2 separate regions of the Mus musculus genome follow, and region 2 is linked to region 1. The links are chromatin contacts, called in public Hi-C maps. All regions are on one chromosome and are shown on one strand. Each heading gives the region's core, a stretch centred on a gene start, on an enhancer-like site or on the middle of the called end of the contact. The rest is flanking DNA. Distances are from core to core; before and after follow the strand shown.

Region 1 (3,417 bases), core at 810-3,309:
TTTTTTTTTTCCTTTCAGCGCCAAAATCAAAAGTTCGGAAAAAGGATTGTCAGAAATCCTGATTCTGTAATGATCAACGTCTAGTACAGTTTGGAGACCTGGACAGAATTCCTGACCGAGAGCCGCTGACGTCGCTGGTCACGTTTATATGTTATTACTGTGTGTAAAAATGGTGTCGCTCGTCATTTGCTCTGTTAAAGGAACAAATTAGCCCTTTTAAAAATGTCTGGCAATGTAAACAACCGTGAGCTCTTCCACCAAGCTGAAAGACTATTTCCAGGAAGGGGCGGGATTAAGGTTGAGGTCCCAGAGATCCGCAAGCAGCGCCGCCCTTCACCCACAGCCTCAGTTAGCTCTGGCTTAATGAAGCTTTTTGTGGCTGTGAAGAGGGCCAAGTGGTGAAATGCTTGCCATGCAACCATGAGGATTGGGTCCCCATCAGTGCCAGGTGGGTGGTTTGGTGGCCTGCCTGTGATTCCAGTGCTTGGAAAACAGAGATGGGCTTCCGAGATCCCAAAGCAAGCTCTGGGGTCAAATGAGAGATATTGCCTCGATAATTCATGTGAAGAGAGATCTAGGAGGAACCTGGTGTCATCCTTAGGCGTCACGTGTTCATACGTCAACCCAGATGCAGGCACATCACACGTGACACCGTGACACACCTACACATGCCAAACAAAAAGGGACAAATCTCTGGAAGATTGATCAAGATCAAAACAGGAAGTAGAAGAAAGAGAGAAAGCTTTGACATTTTACTGAGTGCATTCAGACCAGGTCCTGCACCGGACTCCACAGCACAGGCACCTCCTCGGGCTTGTCCTGACTTGTATTGACTTTGTATATGAATGACCAGGCATGTCCAGGGTTCATGTGGGTGTGAGGCAGAGGCGACTCTCAGGTGCTGTTCCTTAGATGCAGGGCCACCACTCCTTCCTTCCTGCCTTTTTTTTTTTGAAAGAGAAGATTTCTTGAAATTTACCATTCAGCTAGGTAGGCTGTCCAGGAATGCCCGGGCTCCACCTGTGGCCTCTAGTACAGGAATTACAGGCATGCACCACCATGCTCCCTCCCTCCCTCCCTCCCTCCCTCCCTCCCTCCCTCTTCTCTTTGAAATGTGAATTTTGGAGCTTGAACTCAGGTCCTCCTGCACTTGACTGACTGAGATAGCTCCCCAGCCCTAGAACAATTTTAAAGAGTATCTAGATAAAACAGATGCTTATAAAGCAAGTGTTTGAGTCGTTTTTAGAAATATCATAGCATATTGCTACAATAAAGTTTTATTCATTGCCCTCTTTCAAGAGGAATAGACTTTAAATAGTGAGTGCTGGACAGATGGCTCAGGAGTTAAAAATAAATACTGCTTTTCCAGAGGATACAAGTTTGGTTGCCAGTATCACCTCTGGGCAATTTACAATCTCTAATTCCAGTTCCAGGGGAACCAGTACCCTCTTCTGGTTTCTGTGGGTACCAACACTTACATGTGCACACAATTCTACTACAGACACACACACACATAAAAGTTCTCAAGGAGAAAATTGAAAGTGGAGTAGTTCCTTACCATGGAGCAACTACTCCTTTAACGTCCATTTCTTCCCTTACTCTCAGAACAAAGACCTTATATTCTTCAGAGCGAGAAATGAAAATAGTCCGTTATATAATTTGCTGGAGGATGACACTTACTGCTGGACATAATGGTGCACACTGCAGCCCCACTACTGGGGAAGTCGAGGCAAACGAATCATGAACTCAAGGCCTGGGCTATGTAGGGACCACCAGCCCTCCCCCTCACCCCCTCCCCTGCCAACGCCCCAGTTAGAACCAGTTGCTGGTCGGAATAAGAATGCAGGAATGATGGTTACAAGATTGCATAAAATGATCCATTGAATCCGAAATAACAAAGCTATTACTCTTTTCAAATGCGGATGATGAAGCTTAAATTGAGTATCTAAAAATTTGACCTCTCAACAAAATCTCTGATAAGGGTCACTGGAGCAAGGTGCGGCTTTTCCGCGCCGTCCTGGGCGCAGTGTGCCTCTCTGCCCAGAAGGGGGCCTCGCTGTTCCACCACAAGGCCAGTGCCAGCGCAGCCTCAGTTTCTTCAGCGCGTTCAAGTCCTTGATGCAAAGCGGCTGTGTTTGTTGACTCTGCCATTTGAGCGCTGTCTCCGACTTGTTTGTTTTGAATTACATTACAGGCTGGAATGTGATTGTGGCGGTAGTATTTTTAAATTGCCCGGGGGAGCAGCTAATCACAGTTACATGCTTCAGAGGATTTATAATTGCGTGGTTTTGTGCGCGCGTGTGTTTTTAACAGCATTTCAGAAGTTTTATGAGCGAAGAGTACGCAGGATTTTAAATTTACAATAATGGTCTGTGCACCTTCTCTTCGGTTTTAGCTACTTTAAAGACTCTCTTCTCATTAAGTTTTAGTGCCTTGACTAGTGTGTTCCTTTCTGCAGTTGGTCATAATTCATTCCTGGCTCCCGTGCTCTCCTGCAGGCAGACATCATTATATGTACTGACTTCATATCATTTGGGGGGAATTATTTGTGCTCGAAACAACCTGAGATCTTATCTTTGTAGAGTACCATCAGATTATTCTGGCTCATGATAAACCTTTAAGAGTAAATTTAGCTTGAATTTAGGGAGAAAATAATAATAATAATAATAATAATAATAATAATAATAATAATAATAATAATAAAGGTAAAAGCATAGAGCCAGAAACATGTGGCCGTTATTTCATCCGAGAGACAAGAACTGCTCAGGAAGCAGAGAGGTAACCAGAAAATAAGGCAGTGTACGTGTTTTCCCTTTCTGGTTTTAACAGATGGCTAAGTAGCATTTCCTAGTTCCTAAGCAGGGCTGAATGGTTTCCTTTCCATTTACCACCTTTAAAATTCTCTTTCCAGTCACTGACAAAAGAGCTTTTGCACACAGGCATAGTTTCCTGTGGAAAAATCGCTGTGGGTCGATTGCTGTAGTTAGGGATTAGTGCTGCCACCTCAAGATCACAATGGATGTCATAGACACCAAATGTGCAGAATTCAAAAGCCACGTCCACATGTCGGTGAGGAGCTATAGATATGTACATAGCAAAACTGTGTGTGTTCAGTGTCTTCCAGTAGGCTCTGCTGTAGTGTCGAACACGGAGGCCCACCTCAAAAGCTTGCTTGAAGGGACCAAAAAAGAATCGTACTTCGTGCATGAGATAGTTAGGAAGGCATAGAACATAGACAGCCTGTAGAGCCATGTGCCCTGCTAAAGAGAAATTGGGGAGAAACTGTCACATCTAAGCTGCTGGAGTATCCCAGATTACTGGGTCCAATCAGCGATGAAAAGTCATGTCAAGATATCTTTGCACTTCCCGACTTGTACACTTGAAATATGAAGAAAACAGCCAGCGACCCAGATGTAG
Region 2 (3,743 bases), core at 864-3,363, 160 kb after region 1:
ACTGGGTGGCCAAAGGCCAGTTTGCAATCGGGATTCAGTAAAGAAAGGGGCCAGGGAGATGAGAAGAGAGAGTATAGTACCAAGGGCACCCACAATGGGAATAAAGAGAAAGAACGGTCCGTGGTACTCACTCAACACTGCTAAAAAGGCAAATGGGGATGGAAGCATCTCTTGAAGTCTTGTTCAAATGGAGGGCAGGGACCTTGTCCAAGTTGATTACAGCTGATGCTGGGGACGGAAGACACAAGCGCAATGGCTCTTGTTAGCCTATACCATCCCTAACTCTTAGGATTAGACCTTGAGACCATTCAGCCATCTCAGCCATACACCTTGTTCTTGTCAACTCGAGGTCTCTCTTAGACCATGAGTCTCTCTGCCTCGGCTTTATCCTAGGTTCTCTCTCCATGCTTTAAGCATGGCACCTTTTGATTTTCTCTGCCATCTAAGACCATAAAAGACGCATGCTAATGACCAGGAGAGGCTGGAAAAGAAGCACTGAGGAGAAGATTAATCTTTAAAAAAATGTTTTAGTGATTTTTTCCCCAAAGAGTATGGATGAAAATATAAGGTACTGAGTTCTTCCCATAGGAGTATGGTGCCTCTTGAATTCTGCCTGAGAAAGCACAGTTCTATTGATGTGTCTCAACATGCTGGTAGAGTTGCTTTCAAGGGATGAAAGCCTGACTGGACTCAAGCTTTTATGAACCCCTCTAGCTACACTCACTAGAGACCTGCCTCCCCCTTCCCTTCTTCATTTACTTACAAAATCCCAATTATAAAAAGCAGAACCACCACACAGCACTTAATGTTGCAGTGATGAATATTTACGTATGAAGTGATGAATATTTAGGACCTCAGTTGCTCATTAAAGCGCACACTTTAAAAATCATCTCCATCTGTAGACACTCCTAGGTGCAGGTGAGAATGAGAACACACAGAGGGGTTATCAAGGTTTATTCCAGTTGACAGGGCTTAAAAGCACGTGTGTGTGTGTGTGTGTGTGTGTGTGTGTGTGTGTGTGTGTGTGTGTGTATCTAAAGAGGAATGAAATAGTTCCGTGTCCTCATGACACTATTGTACCCAGAACCTTAACAATGACTCCAGATACAAAGGTCCGTGTGTTTTAAGTTACAGCAGCATATTAAAAACTCAGTTTACAAGGTCTTCAGGAATAAGAGCAGATAATTGAAGCCCGGCACCTTTGTTTCCTTGCCGGGCCTTCGGAGCCAGAAATCTTTCGAGAAACAAAACAGTAATGCAGACTTCATACAAAAGGGGAAGTTCAAAAGTAGGTATAGGGCTGGATGAGAGGCTCGGTGGTTAAGAGCACTGGCTGCTTTTGCAGAGGACCTAGGCTTGGTTCCCAGCACCCACATGGTAGCTCACAACCATCCTGAACTCCAGTTCCAGGGGCTCTGAATATCTCTGCCATCTGTGAAAACATCAGATACACATGTGGCACACACACACATGCACGTAGGCAATCATAAAAAAATATGAATACATCTTTTAAAATAATCAAACAAAAAGCCTTTGAAAAACACCCTATCCTGAAGTATGAGAGTTCAAGAATGTCGACTTCTGCAGAAAGCATGCCTGGTGGTGCCTTCCTATCACCCCAGAACTGCAGACACGGCAGGATCAGGAATTCGAGGTCTTCCTTGGCTACTTTCGAATTTGGGGTCAGCCTGAGTTACACGGGATCTTGTTGTGAGAACAAACCAAACAAAAAATAACAAAGACCTTTGACACAATTCTTTCAAAAAATAGCCAGTTATGGGCAAGTCGTACATTTTAAAGGTGTGAGTTTTTGTGCCCTCTACTTATATACTTATTTGGTGAAAATAAGAGCAAAGGTTAAAGTGTCATCAAAGCCAATCATAAGATCTTAGGATTTACAGCCCCACCCCCAGCTGTCCTAAAGAGAGAAAGTGAAGAGTTATCTCAATGTTTCTATCTATTGTTGACACTTTTATAAGAGTTTGTGGTGAAACAAAGCAGATAGGTTCCAGACTTTGTTTTTTAAGAGAACATAATTTTTCCCTTCTGATATTTTAGCATATGCAAAATGGTAAGCACACAGGGCAAGAATCTGCTACAAACTGCAGATGAAATGGGGAATTTTATGTTGGTCGTTCATCTTAGAGGACCCCCCTTCCTCCTCTCGTTCAGCTGTAACTGTTCCATTTTTATTTGCTTGGCATCTGCAGAAGATTTTGTTTGGATTGAGAGCTCAATAACTCAGGCAGAAATTGAAAAATCACCGTGCAAGAAAAATGGCTAAATCTATCAAGATTGAATTTATTGATGGCAAATAAAGATCCATTGTTTGGGTTTGAGATGTCAGTCAGCAGTCCCAGTGTACAATAAAACAGTGGCTTTAGAGATAAGCATACAAACGGACCCAACTAAAATGCAGCCTTGAAAAGACAGAAGACAGCGGTGCAAGTAACTTTAGTCAAGCCAGAGCCTGCTTAGCTTCTGAGATCAAACGTGATAGGGTGCATTCAGGGTGGTGTGGTTGATAAAGAGATGGGAATAATGTTTAAAGTAGCATTCATATTGAATTTCTTCGTTAAAATGCCCTAGCTTTTAATGCCATCCATTTCCCAGCAACTTTTCTTCATCCATACATTAGATGGAAATAGCATGTCTTATGGTACAGGAAGAGCCTCCTTTCCAGTGCTTCGATAGTGCAGTACAACTCTATTAATGGCTTTCCTAGAAGGCAAACCAAGACATTCTGTACTATAGCTACATCATCCATCCATGCATCCATCCATCCATGCATCCACCCATGCAACTCAAATTGAAAAAACAAAACAAAATAACAGAATCAATTGGACAGCCTAGAATCAACACTTAAGAACAGGAAGAAACAACAACAACAACAACAACAACAACAACACAGAGAATAAAAGGAGGAGGAGAAGGAGGAAAAAAAAGCACTCCAGAGTTTGCTCCTCAGGTTGTGTTTAGAGACATCTGCCCAGACCCACCAGCAGGAAGCCCAGGGTTTGATTTCATCACATGCCAGAGGAAGGATCCAATTTAAATGGCTGTCTTACATTTCCCATGATCCCCCTGGGAAGCCAACTTACTCCAAAAGTTCCATTTATGCATAGACAATTCTAGGTGCTACTTTCAGTGGGACCAGGCATGTTAAAGACCTTTGATATAAGTCACATCCTTGAAACGGCTTCGGTTTTCTCCATTTTCCCCAGCTCTCTCCATAATGAGCAAGAACCCCTATTCGTCTTTTGTTTACTGCATCCTAAGCTAGCAGACCCAGGTGATGTAGGAACCTTTTGGTTTCAAGATGCACTTTCTTCTTGAGCAGAAGGGGACCAGCCTTTGAAGAGCTGCAGGTCATTGGGAACTGAGCTCAAGGCACTCCCCATCAGTGACAGGGCAAAAAGAGACTTCAAAACTGGAAAGGGTGTGACTTTGATGAGTATGAAAATTTAAAAGAGTTTTTGCTGCAGGCCTAACACAGAAAGTTTTCTACCCTGAGCAGCAGGGAGAACTGTTATTAGAACTCATGGGATTGAATAAAAACAGAAGAGCAAGCGGGAGCTTCCGGAGATGGGAAACTGTGCTGTTGGGGGTAGAAGTCTTATTTAGTTTTAAGAATTTAAGGATAGTTAGAAATGATTCCTTGAATTATATAGTCTAACTACTTTGATAATGAGTTTGTCTGTTGAAATATTTAGATTATTTTTAACTCCAAATACTGAAGACTC

Evidence for each region. Hi-C and Micro-C count contacts between places; a contact is called where the count stands out from the background.
Region 2: a Hi-C map of uterus shows a contact between it and region 1, with 2.9 times the contacts expected there. The contact joins two enhancer-like sites. A contact is called at or near these places in 10 of 484 Hi-C or Micro-C datasets (cerebellar granule neurons, cerebellum, cortical neurons and 5 more), 2 of 115 datasets of contacts at active chromatin or transcription factors (the SCID.adh cell line and embryonic fibroblasts) and 2 of 9 other capture datasets (adipose tissue and pancreatic islet).

Annotation. Positions count from the first base shown.
Region 1 is chr10:13,562,797-13,566,213 of GRCm38.p6, forward strand. It overlaps Adat2 (adenosine deaminase, tRNA-specific 2), which reads left to right. Exons shown (of 6, transcript NM_025748.4): 6 at 19-580. The coding sequence ends at 62. Among named protein-coding and RNA genes, the nearest start is that of Pex3, 11 kb to the left of the region's middle. Within about 2 kb of position 2,060, at least 26 of the 459 cell types and tissues checked have an H3K27ac peak or open chromatin away from gene starts, as enhancers often do. A contact at or near this core is called in uterus, where this site is marked.
Region 2 is chr10:13,721,003-13,724,745 of GRCm38.p6, forward strand. All of the region lies in intron 3 of Aig1 (androgen-induced 1), which reads right to left. Among named protein-coding and RNA genes, the nearest start is that of Aig1, 150 kb to the right of the region's middle. Within about 2 kb of position 2,114, at least 1 of the 459 cell types and tissues checked has an H3K27ac peak or open chromatin away from gene starts, as enhancers often do. A contact at or near this core is called in uterus, where this site is marked.